Regions from separate parts of the Danio rerio genome. Here region 1 is linked to region 2. Evidence: chromatin contacts called from public Micro-C data. All regions are on one chromosome and are shown on one strand. Each heading gives the region's core, a stretch centred on a gene start, on an enhancer-like site or on the middle of the called end of the contact. The rest is flanking DNA. Distances are from core to core; before and after follow the strand shown.

Evidence for each region. A called contact is a pair of places that touch in the nucleus more often than the background predicts.
Region 1: a contact with region 2 is called in a Micro-C map of caudal fin, with 2.4 times the contacts expected there. The contact joins the enhancer-like site here to the promoter of si:dkey-220k22.1 in region 2. A contact is called at or near these places in 2 of 18 Hi-C or Micro-C datasets (caudal fin and an unstated tissue).

The regions. Positions count from the first base shown.
Region 1 is chr5:32,274,971-32,277,670 of GRCz12tu, reverse strand. sh3glb2b (SH3-domain GRB2-like endophilin B2b) reads left to right here. Exons shown (of 10, transcript NM_201119.1): 6 at 1,381-1,470; 7 at 2,306-2,406; 8 at 2,658-2,672. Among named protein-coding and RNA genes, the nearest start is that of sh3glb2b, 31 kb to the left of the region's middle. Within about 2 kb of position 1,375, at least 5 of the 62 cell types and tissues checked have an H3K27ac peak or open chromatin away from gene starts, as enhancers often do. A contact at or near this core is called in caudal fin, where this site is marked.
Region 2 is chr5:32,095,694-32,098,393 of GRCz12tu, reverse strand. It overlaps si:dkey-220k22.1, which reads right to left and starts at 1,277. Exons shown (of 6, transcript XR_012406912.1): 1 at 632-1,277.

The DNA of each region.
Region 1 (2,700 bases), core at 126-2,625, 180 kb before region 2:
AACGCACAACACATCAAACGTTGAGGTGTACTGGCTATAGCAGCTGAAAACCACACCGGGTCCCTCTCCTGTCAGCTAAAAACAGGAAACTGAGGCTTTTGTTCACACAAACTCATCAAATTTGGACAACAGAAGATTGGGGAAAACGTTGCTGACCATGTTCACCTCTTTATGACATAATGCACCATGTCATAAAGCACAAATCATCTCAGACTGGTTTCTTGAACATGACAATGAGTTCACTGTACTCGATGGCCTCCACTGTCACCTGAACTCAATCCAAAAGAGCACCTTTGGGATGTGGTGGAACGAGAGATTCACATCATGGATGTGCAGCCGACAAATCTACAGAAACTACATGATGCTATCATGTCAATATGGAACAAAATCTGTGAGGAATATTTCCAGTACCTTGTTGAATCTATGCCATGAAGGATTAAGGCAGTAGTGAAGGCGAAAGGGGGTACAACCTGGAACTATTAAGATGTACCTAATAAAGTGGCCGGTGAGTGTACATACCCATGACTTCAGAATGTGGTTCAGGGTCAAAAAGGGGGTACAACCTGGTACTAGTAAGATTTACCTAATAAAGTGGACGGTGAGTGTATTTACCCATAACTTTAGACTGTGGTTCATATGTAGTTTCATATGTAGGGTCACATATGAAAATAAAACAGTAGCTATAAAGGAATTTCTGTAAAAATTATAAAAATGGATGTGTTATGAATTGATTCATTTGTAGTCGTCATTGCCCTTTTACCTTTACCGAAAGAAGTTTTTGTGACAGCAGTTTCAAAATTCTGCCATTTCTTTGGTGTTAGAACGAATTTATTATAAAAGGGTTTTCAAAAATGAATGAACAACATTGCCTTTTTTTTAAATAAAATATAATGATTACGTTATTTGCCTGAACTTTATCTATTATCTCAAACAGCAGTCAATCTAATGACCAAAACTCATTTACTGTAATAAGTTCTCGTTTTTGTGTTTTTGACAATGCATACTTGAATACTTTTCACTGTGCATGTTTCATGTCTAAAACCACTAACAGTTGTAAATGGTGTTTAATGAATTGGCGAAACGTTTGCGCATATGTTGATCCACATGAGTCTTGTGACCGATGTGGGTTGTGGTTAAGGAGTCTGGCCTGTGTTGCTCTCTCAGTCTGCTTCCCCATGGCCTCCTGTCTTCTCTCACTGTCCCTATCAAAAAAGATATCTTTTGTGGTTTTATTCATAACAAGATTATAAAAGGAGGTGCTTTATTACTTTAGGAAGAATGTTTATGTTGACTGAAGAAGACAGACCAATCCAAGATGACTATAAACAAATACTATTTGAGCTATGTGGATAATGTGTGTGGGTGTTTGTGTGCGCCCAGGCAGAGCATGAGTTGCGTGTGGCTCAGACGGAGTTTGACAGACAGGCAGAAGTGACTCGCCTCCTGCTGGAGGGCATCAGCAGCACACATGTGAGTCTTTCTGCACCACAGACCGTTCTGGACATAAAGGGGTTTGGGGCGCACAATTAGTGTTGTAAAACACATGCTTTAAACTTTTCCACACATGCAAGCACAACAAAACTGACAATATATACTAGTAGCTATATCACCTCTATATATAGCATAGGACTCAAACTCAATTCCTAGAGGGCCACAGCTATGCATAGTTTTGCCTCAGCCCTAATCAAACACGGCTAATCCAAATAATCAAGGTGTTCAAAGCTATTCTGAAACACCTCGATTAGTTGAATTAGCTGTCTTAGAATAGGCTTGGAGCAAAACTTTGCAGAGCTGCAGCCCTTCAGGAATTGAGTTTGAGACCTATGATATGGAGGGAAAATTTTGCCAAAATATATTTGTTGACCTATAGTAAAATTCTGACTGAAATACATTTTTAATATCAGTTTTTGGTGCTTTTATAACCTTCCTGTAGTCTTGCCTCCTGTGTGATCAAAAAAATTAAGAATTTGGCCCAACAACTTCCCTTAGTTTAGTTAAATATTTGCCATTTTAACCTAAAATAATTTAATAAAATAATATATTTAATATATATTTAAAATAAGGGAAACAGTTAATAAATTGTAAAAACGTGTTATTTTTTTAAATTTCATTTTATTTTATTTTTTTGCATGTTATGTGGGTCTCATTTTTCTTTTCTTTTTAGTATTATTGTTATTTTCTTTTTAGCAAATTAATATAAAATATCATACCAGTCCCAGTCTTTTAAACATTGGTAATTATTTATTTCTATTTAAACAAAATGAGTTCTCTATTTTGCTCCCTTTAAATTGACTTTCCATTGCAGGTAAACCACCTGCGCTGTCTGCATGAGTTTGTGGAGGCTCAGGCTGCTTATTACGCTCAGTGTCACAGGCACATGCAGGACCTTCAGAAAGAACTGAGCAGGTAAGAACTTCACTTAGGGATTTTTACATTAGTGATTTAGAAGTGGAGTTAGCACCAATTTGAAACCTTGCTTTTGAGTGTCATGTGCCTCATATTCATCATGTTCTCTGGACACACTTTGTTATGTAGGAGATGTTACAAAACATTTATGAGTAATAATGAGCACCTAATGACTGCTGTGTTTCTAGTAAAAAGCTTTTTCATATCAACTTCTTCATATCAGCTTTGTTTTCTGCTTTTTCTTTTCTCAGTGCAAACGGAGATACGTGAGTAACTTTTACCATCATCTGAAAA
Region 2 (2,700 bases), core at 28-2,527:
GCCTTGGCATCACGTAACTCGAGATAAACGAGTAAGGGGTTTAAGATTTATGATTGTTTTCCTCTTTTGGCAGCCAGATGGTAATTAATCACATTAAAGCAATTAAGAAGGTTGTCTCTGCGCAAATGGCCTGATCTCAAATGTCCTTTAGATTCACAGCAGATTCACATTCAACGAGGTTTGTGAGAAGGATTAGATAATAAAATGGCTGAATTACCAGCACTATCACAAGACCTACAAAGAGAAGTGAGACAAAGGAGTGTCTCAGAACAAAGACAGTTCTAGTTTGTTTTAAAACTGATTTTCTGGAGGAAGTGCACTATTATGTATATGTTTTCACTCCACTGCACCCTGTGACCTATGAAGACGCAGAAACAGCGTGAAAGTCTGCATGTTGTTATGAAGGTAAAATGATGAATAAAGTGCATGAGAAATGCTTGTGCAGGTGCAAACCTCTTACAACCCCAGAAAATTTGTTTTGCAGAGGCTGGGAAAGAAATTCAAGGACACACACACTAAACAGCCTCCTTTTAGGCTGTCCAATTGGAATGAACAATTTGGAAAACATGCATTTTAACTTGCAGGCTCATCCCCACCTCATAACATTGAAGAGAATGTGAAATGAGCATACCTTTCTCAGTGGTCACAACAGGAGGATTTGAGGTGCTTTTCACTGTCCGTGTACTGTTTGAAGTATCCAGTGCAGGTGGTGTTGTGTTTTTTGTGTCATTTATTGGTGAGGAAGAAGTGGGCTTTGCTGTAGTGTTGAGTGTTGTGGATAATGTGGAGTTTTCTTTGACTTTACTGCCTTCGGAGGTCGGGTTCATTGTTTTGGTCATTAGCTCAGCCGTGGTTATGGGGGTGGTGGTGGTTGTGGTGGTGGTGGTCAGCCAGTCAGACTGTACTTGGTTAGTGTTTCTAGTAGTCCTGAAGTCCCTGTTCGAAATGGTCATTGCAGGGGTAAAAGGTGAAAACCTGGAGTCCCTGTCGTCCTCCTGTAAGTGGTTTGGGATGGTGGTCGCCTCCAGCGTCTCATCCAGCACGGCACGCGGGAGTCTCCTCTCATCGCTCGCGGACAAACCAGCTGTGTATCCAAACAACAGTAACTCCCAAACTGAGAACAGTAACATAGTGTAACGCATACACGTCATCTTGCTCTTTAACTCCCCATGTGAAGCGTTTCAGTTGTATCCTTTAGTACTAGACAGATGTTTTTCCCACTACCGAATGCGTGTTTGAAGCCAATTGTTTCCACTTGTCCACTCGCGCGGTGAACTGCACGGCTTCACTCCAACGGGACTGACAGCTGTAAACCCCGCCTACTACAGTCACGCCCCCGTCCAATCAGAGCCCGGGCTTCATGAAGAGTGACATCAAACTGAACCAATCATACACGCCAGAGGAGGAGTCTCACAACTGACAACTCAATGAGCAAGTGACAAAAGAAAGAAGAAAAGCGCTAAAACAGCATTAAATGGGTCTGCGCGATACTACAGAGATAAGGGAGGCCAGCACCGAGGATGAACAATCTCAAAGAAAGCTGCCGGAAACTGGAGCAAATAAATGTATGTAATGTAGCTCTAACAAGTCTATCGTATTGTTGAATGTAAAGTATACGGTTTCATACAATTTAGCCATGGCACACAGAAAATCAAATGCACAATTAACCCCTAATAAATTAAAATAGAAAATACTAGTAAAATACTATTTTACCATTTAATTGACCCACCAACATTGCATGGATTGCATTTCTTAACTCCTTATGTCGCTAGTTAAAACATTTAATGCATCTTCTTTCAACACATGCCATAATTTCTAAAATATCAACCTGTACCAAGTGGTTGATATGTCAGTTTATGGTAAAAGTACCGGACTTATGAAAAATCTGAAAATAAGAACATTTATTTAAAAATATATTCAGAATAAAACATTTTTGAACACTAAATCACCTTTATTTTTATGAAGTATGCAATAAAATATTTCAGATTTTCATTAAACATGCTATCTTGTTTTTTTTACCTTAATAAAACCAAAATAAACAAGATTACCCCAGTTGCGTAAAGCGCATTGAGTGTCTAAAGCGCTATATTAATGTAAGGAATTATTATTATTATTATTATTATTAAAATCATGTGTAGTAGTGCCACAGGATTATGTTTGCTTTATTTTAGTTTTTGTAAAACAACAATGCGTGAAAACCATTATTTAAAAAGTCATTCTTTAAATTACTTTAACAGTCATTATTTAGAGCAGTCAAAACATGGTCAATCATTTGGTAGAGCAGGCAGTTAAAGAAATAAGATGCAGGTTTTATTCTACGTGTATGAAATCACAGATTTCTTTAGCTGAGGTAATCACCACAGTATGAAGAAATACTTTGGCAATGGTAAAGTATTGTTAATGGCTTACTTTAATGAATGGGCTAATTTAACAGTGAAGCACCTCTGGGCCAAGAGTGGCAACTGGCCTGAAGTGCAGGATAAAAACACGTGGTGTTTGGAGTAATAGCGAGCTCTAGCGGTGACGAACCATAAAGAGCAGGTTTATTGCTGTGCTGATCTCAAAGAAAAAATATTTTTACAAAGCATTTAGAAATATTTTAAAATAATAAAGCAAGATGACCCAGTTCTTTAAATGTCTATTATTTTCATGTTGTCTTGCCAAGTTCATCTATGTTAGGTTTGGTTAGGTTAGGTTACT